Linked DNA regions of Sus scrofa: region 2 is linked to region 1. A link is a contact called in public Hi-C data. All regions are on one chromosome and are shown on one strand. The core of a region is the stretch at or near the end of the contact, and the rest is flanking DNA. Distances in the headings are between cores, read along the strand shown.

Evidence for each region. Hi-C and Micro-C count contacts between places; a contact is called where the count stands out from the background.
Region 2: a Hi-C map of embryonic fibroblasts shows a contact between it and region 1, with 6 times the contacts expected there. The contact joins the enhancer-like site here to the promoter of METTL6 in region 1. A contact is called at or near these places in 2 of 5 promoter capture datasets (fetal skeletal muscle and liver), 2 of 47 Hi-C or Micro-C datasets (both in embryonic fibroblasts) and 2 of 2 datasets of contacts at active chromatin or transcription factors (alveolar macrophages and skeletal muscle).

What each region holds. Positions count from the first base shown.
Region 1 is chr13:2,652,558-2,656,420 of Sscrofa11.1, forward strand. It overlaps METTL6 (methyltransferase like 6), which reads right to left and starts at 2,272. Exons shown (of 5, transcript NM_001206446.1): 1 at 1,058-2,272; 2 at 1-98. The coding sequence starts at 1,282. EAF1 (ELL associated factor 1) reads left to right here and starts at 2,272. Exons shown (of 6, transcript NM_001206456.1): 1 at 2,272-2,641. The coding sequence starts at 2,272.
Region 2 is chr13:3,070,157-3,074,019 of Sscrofa11.1, forward strand. It overlaps a transcript of ANKRD28 not described here. Among named protein-coding and RNA genes, the nearest start is that of ANKRD28, 14 kb to the left of the region's middle. Within about 2 kb of position 1,830, at least 12 of the 83 cell types and tissues checked have an H3K27ac peak or open chromatin away from gene starts, as enhancers often do. A contact at or near this core is called in alveolar macrophages and embryonic fibroblasts, where this site is marked.

The DNA of each region.
Region 1 (3,863 bases), core at 1,022-3,521:
GCATAGGCAAAGATATTCGGATCTTCTTCTAAAAGTGGGAACAAACAGTTGCCAACCCCACAGCCAGCTTCAAGCATAGTCAATTTTTGATCTTCAAACTGAGGAAAGAGAATCCAGATTTACAGTACACTACACCTGCACACTGAAGAAACAAACTAAAAGGTCTAAAACACAGACAAAGTTTCCGTCGTCGTGGAGTCGTGATAAGTGAAAGCTAATACCGATACCTCATTTGTTGTCCAATATTGGGCAGTTTGGTATGGAGAAGACACATTATATTAGTAACAGAACATGCTCTGAAATTAAACCACCCACACTCAGATCTGGCCTCCTCCCCTTGCCTGGTGTTCTACTGCTGGACAAATCACTTAAATAGCTCTGTGCCTCAAAATCATCAGCAAGAGGGGATAATACTAATAAAAACTTCACAGTGTTATCACCAGCTTTCAATTACAGAACACAGGTAAAGTTCTAGAAAAGGGCTGTGGCAAAATGTTCATCATCATTATTATTTTGAAGCTATCATTGAAACCATTTGGTATGAATTTAATATTTACCACTTTGGGATTAACTTTAAAGAAACAGAAAATGCCCACTAAAGCCCAGGAACTGCTAAAACTCCTTGAGATAAAAAGTGTATTTCTTTTTCTTTTTTGTCTTTTTGCCATTTCTTGGGCTGCTCCTGAGGCATATGGAGGTTCCCAGGCTAGGGGTCGAATCGGAGCTGTAGCCACCGGCCTACGCCAGAGCCACAGCAATGTGGGATCCGAGCCGCGTCTGCGACCTACACCACAGCTCACGGCAACGCCGGATCGTTAACCCACTGAGCAAGGGCAGGTATCGAACCCGCAACCTCATGGTTTCTCATGGATTCGTTAACCACTGCGCCACGACGGGAACTCCAACAGTGTATTTCTAAGGTACAAAAACTTATGAAGCGTTTTGACAGGCTTCATATATTCTCTACCTCACACTGCCCGTGAGAATGCAATAAAACACCCCTCTTCCACACATTCTTAATGAAAGACAGTTCAAATAAGGCGTAATATTAGTTTACCTCTCTACAAGATCTGAGCTCCTCAAACTCTCTGGTGGTCCAGTGTCTATCTTTGAAGAAATTAGTGCTATTTCTTTTGTAAAAAAGGTCCCAGTTTTTCTGAGCCTCTTTTTCCAGTTTTTGCTGTTTAAAATCAGACACTAAAGCCTGGTCTCTTTTCAGTTTTTCCTCTTCTTCAGAGCTGAGAACCCTTGCCTGCAGCCCTTTCCTTTGCAAAGAAGCCATCTCCTAAGTTGATGGTAATATATTTAACACTGCTGGATATTCTCCCTTCGCGAATAACCCGAGAAATTCAAGCAGATACTACACAGGCAGAGTTTTCTCAGATGCGGCCCCTCTCTTTGGGTTCAGGCCTCAGGCAACGTCGGGTGTTTTGCAGGAAAAAAGAATGAGATTCTGGTTGGGGGTTCTGGAACAGTTTTAAAGATGCTGAGTTAGTGGTTCTAACACAGTTTTTTCACCAAACAGTTCAATTCACCAAATGTTTACTAGTGGCCGACCCTACACAAAACCCTGCCCCGCTATAAGAAAAGAGGTCATAAAGAAGACCCAGACACTGCCCTTGCCTACAGAGGGCTGACATTCAGCTGCCAGGGCGCTCTCACGCATAGAACTCTAATTCAAACCTGAATAAGTCAACTATTATAATAAATCGCTTTAGTTTAGAACAGAGTCACTCCCAAGAACTAAGAAACCTTTGGGGGAAGATACTCGTCAATGTTCGGTGCCCGTGAAAGGGGCGACTTAACAGCTGCCGGTACTGGAGAAGGGTGGTCAATTCACAGACAGAAGCAGTGTCACCGTTTCCAAGGAACACGGAGCTAAGCCTGGGAGGCCTCAGTCGCAGAGTTTCACGAAGCAGAGGGGCGTCGCTTTCCAGGAACTGAGGCCCTCGCGCAGTCGTCCGCGCAAAGGGAAGGAAGAGACCCAGGGACGCGTGGTGTGGGGTTCCAGGACACCGGGGATAACCTGGCCGCCCGGCCACGAGCACCTGTGAGCGCTTGTGAGGAGCCCTGTTCACCGAGACCGCCGCGCGCCAGCGCCCAGTCTTCAGTTCCTAGGTTCCCCTGGAGGGTGGCGCCGGGCGCGCTAAGCCCTCACCCAGGCCCAACCGCGTGAGTAGAATTTGGGAGCCACCGCGGTAAAACCCAGCGGCTGGACAAACCAGTCTGCAGCACCTCGCATTGGGCTTCTCCCAGCGGAGTCTTTTTGCCATGGCACCGCCCCCGCCACTTCCGCTTCGAGACCGGAAGTCCCTCCCCGGCGCCGGAAGTTCCGCGGCCCCGCTTCCTCACAGTTGTCCCCCGCCCCGACGCGCACGCCAGGACTTATTTCCAGCCGCAGGTGGGCACCGGCTCGGTTCTCCGCTCGCCCCGGGGTGCTGTCCCGGGAGCGCTGCTCCCTCGAACTCAGGCGCCGGCAGCTCCGGCCGCGGGCGCGCCAGGAGGGCGCCGGGGCGGGCGCGCGGCCCGTGCGGGGCCATGAACGGGACGGCCAACCCTCTGCTGGACCGCGAGGAGCACCGCCTGCGGCTTGGGGAGAGCTTCGAGAATCGGCCGCGGGCCTCCTTCCACACCATCCGCTGTGAGTCCGCATCCCGCAGCCGCCACAGGCCGACCTCGATCCCGTAGCCCGGGGAGCCTGCCAGCATCAGTTCCCTTCCTATCTCCCCGGATCCGCAGGGACATTTTGCTTTTTCCCGGTTCACTCTTCCCAAACAAGACTTTTCGTCCCTCCCTCCTGTTCCTCTGCCTCGTGGTCCCAAACACGTCTTCCAAAGACCATTGGCCCCCTTTCCTGCCAGGTCCAGCCCTCCCGCGTGCCGAACCTACCCCTCTTGCTGCCTAAAGGTTGCCGAGTCCACATCAGGGTTCAGCTCGTTTCCCTAGGCCCCCCACTCCACCACGACCCACTAGGGGATCTCCACGATTCAAAGATTTTTCCCGTTTGCTTGGGAGCTGCCTCCACTCTCTCCTATTCCATTTTCTTCTGTTGTCCTCACTTTTCTCGTATGTTTTGGTTCTGGCCGCCCTAACGCCGCGCTTCATCCCCACTGCAAACATCAGAAACCGCATTCCCCTCTGCGCCGCATCAGTCTTCCTCCTCCATCTCTTCGTGCCAGCTTTTCGTCTGCCTTTGAGGTTACCTGGACTACCCCGACTTTTCCTCGGGACCATGTCCCTTGTGGGTGAGGAATAAAATTGGAATTTGTGAGCCAAGAATAAGTTACAGCTTGGTCTATGTTTGGAAGCAGAAGCAGCAGACATAAGGAATGTGAAAATAGTCATTATGCTGGGTCTCCTTTTTCTCCTTGATTACAGACTCTGTTGAGGGAGGGCCCTTCTACTCTGTGTCCTGAGTAAAGACTTGGCTGACTGAGCATCTCTCTGATTCACAAACTCCTGGCTTCCCATCCTGGTAGCCCTAATGCTGGTTAAGACTTGTTTTTCTGAGAGGAACTCTCAGAGGTGACTCAACACCTTGGAAGAGGGTGTGTTAGATAATGATGTTCTGTCTTCATGTGGTCACTTGCACCGTCATTCCTCTTCTTCCTACTGACAGCAGATCAGCCCTTTCTGAGGGAGGATATTGAGGATGTGAGGGAGCGTCATTTCCTGAGGAGGTTATTTGTTGGTAGCGTGAAGGAAAGTGAGGAGCTTAAGAAAGATACTTCAAAGAGGCACCTGGCCTGCAGGTTGAGGCAAATGTGTGTTAAAAGTAAGAGTGCTGTTCAGGTTGTGCTTTAACTGCAATCCAGAGACACAGGCAGGATTAACCTTTGGAAATACAGTTCAGCGGTCATCCC
Region 2 (3,863 bases), core at 580-3,079, 420 kb after region 1:
TTTTTATAGGAGATTAAATTTATCAGCTTAAAATATCTGTCACAGAACTAAAAGACATATATAGAACATTCTGCCCAACACCAACAGAATATACACTCTTTGCAAGCAAAGAACATTCTCCAGGATAGATGACATCTTATGCCACAAAGTAAATTTTAATAAATTTGAGAAGAAACTAATAATCCACAGCAGAAGGAATACTAGAAAATGTGGAAATTAAACACAGTCTTGAACAACCAGTGAGTCAAAGAAGGTATCAAAAGGGAAGTCAGAAAGTATTTTGAGACAAAAATGAAAACATAACATACCAAAACTCATCAGATGTAGCAAAAGTACTAAGAGGGAAGTTTATACCAAAAAAATACCAACATGAAGAAAGAAAGATCTCAGAGATTCCACTCTGCCTCAGCAGGTTAAGGACCAGACATTGTCTCTGTGAGGATGCAAGTTTGATTCCTGGCCTTGCTCAATGGGTTAAGGATCCAGCATTGCTGTTAGCTGCAGTGAAAGTCACAGATGCGGCTCAGATCTGGTATCGCCATGGCTGTGGCACAGGCCACAGCTGCGGTTTCGATTCAATCCCAGGTCTGGGAATTTCCATATGTCATGCGTCCATAAAAAGGAGAAGGAGGGAGGAAGAGTTCCTGCTGTGCAAAGTGATTAAGAATCCAATTGTGGGACGGGTTGCTGCAGAGGTGCAGGTTCAATCCCCAGCCTGGTGCAGTGGGTTGAAGGATCTAGTGATGCCACAGTTGTGGCAGAAGTCACATCTGCAGCTCAGATTCAATCCCTGGCCCAGGAACTTCCATATGCTCTGGAGAATGTTTTCATAGGTATGAAGACTAGAAACATTTTCCTAGGATATAATGGCTGTGAGCAAAGGGACAGCTAGCTATACTTGAGAAGTCCTGTGGAGAAGCACGTACTTATGAAAACAGTGAGTTTCAGTGAAGACAGGAAATGGAATGGGCTTTCTGGGAAGAGAGTAGATTCAAGAGTTATAAATGAGAACTTAAGATCTAAGTCAATATTGAAATGACTGTTTTCAGACTTCAGTCTTAAAAAACAAAAAACTGTTTCCTTTGAAAAGTATGAAAGCAAATTTTAACAAACTGAACATAACAATATGGGTAGTTTCTTAGAATATACCCAGTATATCAAAACTAAGGGGGGGGGGGCCCTACCTCATTATAAAATATGTACTACTGTATTTAGACAGTATTTTTTAAGGTTAGACTATTTTCTTCATAAAAAGGTATTTATAATTCAGACTAAAGGCCAGAATGAATTAAAGTTTTTTACATTGTATTACCTGTAAAAATATCCTACTTGATCACCTATTAGTACAATTTGGGGCTGGAATTTATGCTAACCAGCAGCATGTCTGCCATGTAACTTATGTTTACCAGGCCCATGAGAAACACATTCTCTGACATATCATTGCATTATTATTTATGTAATGAATAATCTTTTAGCAACTGTCTCAAAGACAACTTAGGCTGAATACTACAAAGTAGTAGTGTATACGATTCATATTTTAAACAGGCTGAATTTCTGCTTTCCTTTAAAAAAAACTGAGGAAAGGTTATTTGCAATTCATTCTGGTTTCTACAATGGAGTGACACTGAGATAAATATAGTATCAAGTTACTGTACTTTAAAAACCAAAGGAAGAAAAATTTCAATTTAAAAATAAGTTGCTATGGTTACTCAATGTTTACCTTTATAAGCAATAATTACATGAGCCATCCACGGAATTCCCACAAGGGCAGTAAGATCAGTAGCTGAAGTGCACATGAATTATTTCAAACACCAATTGGGACTGCATACGCCAAACTTCCACCTCAAAGTAGCTACCGTTGGGAAATACTAAAGATGATGATTCACATTCTTCTAAACCATAGAAGGGTGGAGACAAAAATACTGAAAGTAACTATTTTCAAATCCAAGTGATGACTCAGATAGTTTACAACATTTTTCATATTCTTTAGTTTCCTCTATTAAAGAGTGCTATCTAAAATTTTATAAAGAAGTTTCTATTGTTGAAAGAAGGAAAGGGTGTTTCTAATGTGTCTCAGTCATGGAATTTTTCTGCATAAATAGATTTTCATGCCCTCGATAAACATGTACAAAGTCATGCTTATAACCTAATGTTATTTCAGAATAAAACAATGTCAATTCCTTTAAAGGTAGTCAATTTTTAACTTTGTAAGTGGAAAGAAGAGGGTCCCTGTCAGAATTGATAACAAGCTCATTCTTAAATAACTGGGTAGTTAAACGTGCTATCAGTTATTGTATGACAGAAATGTTTCTTTGGCCATGCCTCTGGCATACAGAAGTTCCCAGGCCAGGGATCAAACCCACACCACAGTTGCAGCCTGTGCCACAGCTGTGACAATGCTGGATCCTTAACCTGCTGTGCCACAGGGAATGTCCAATGACAGAAATTCTTTAGTCTGTTTTGTTCACAATGAAAACATTCAGTAATATAAGAATATCTATGAAACTTTGACTGCAATATAATTTTAATGTGACCTCACAATTACCAGGTTCATCATTACATCTAAATTGGCCTACCACCAAAAATATCTACTCTTCTGTGCAACAGACTAACAAATATGTTTGTTCTTTAATATTAGGGCTATCCTAAACTAAAATAGTATGTCACATCAAACTGGGTCAAACAATATCTTTACTGTTTTTTTATTGATATCTTATTATCATCATGAACAAAAAGTAGTAAAATAAGGTAGTTCCAAGGTGACTGATCTTTACTCAACACCATCAGGTAGAACACCTGAGCTCTTTCCAGCTCTTCTGTCAGACTCAACATGGACCTTTGCATATTTCCCTTTGTAGTCACTGCAAGGCATCATATCAGACACATACTGCTATCCAAGAGAAGGGGGAGTTTCCTTCTGTGTCTACCTTTTCAGATACAAAGAAGACTTCACAGAAGCTACCTAAACTGACTTCCCCCAAAATATGACCAGACTTGGCCAATCACATGTCCCTTTCTAAACAAATCATGACCAGGCAAAGAAGGATTACTCTGATTAGCTTACACTATTAGGGATTTCTCCAAGTCACATAAGCCAGGGGCAACCAAACAAAACTGGGACATGCAAGGAAGGAAGTGGGTAATGGCCAGTGAGTAGGCAACTAACAGTATATTATTTACTATATAGAAAGATTAAATCTTGGCATTTTATTTCAATAGTTTAATTTTACCACCATTATGAGATACTCTGAGGGCTCTGGAGATTTATTTTTAAAAGGGAGAAAAAACTAATCATCAATAATTTGTTTTGGGAAGGACCAAAGGCAATCATTTCACAAATGCTACTGAGAAAAGAAAACAGTACACTTTAGAATATGAACCTATATAATTACACTTTAATTTTAACCAATTAAAATCAAAGTTTTATATCAAAAATGTTTCCTATTAATCTCGCTTTTCTCCTTTATGAAAAGTAAATCTAATTACTAGACATAGGGTCAAACCGCATCTAGAGTAATGAAACCGAAACACATTCAAAGATGGCAGCCAGAATGATCGTGGATTTAAAAACCACATCCTAAGTGTCAGTAGAGCTAAAGATGTTTCATCTGAAAAGGAGCCAAGGAGAATATGATAGCTGTAAAACATCTGAAGTGCTATCATTGTGAAGAGATTTCAAATTGCACAGTTCTAGAAGTAAGAACTAGAATCAAGCAGGGAGATAAAATCTAGCTCAATGTAAGATAGTACTTTTTTACCTAGCATTATTTTATCTGAAGATGGAACAGGCTGGCCATTCATACTGGGCAGGGATGAACATCCCAGGTCACCTGAATACCTATGATGGTTCTAGGCACTTAATG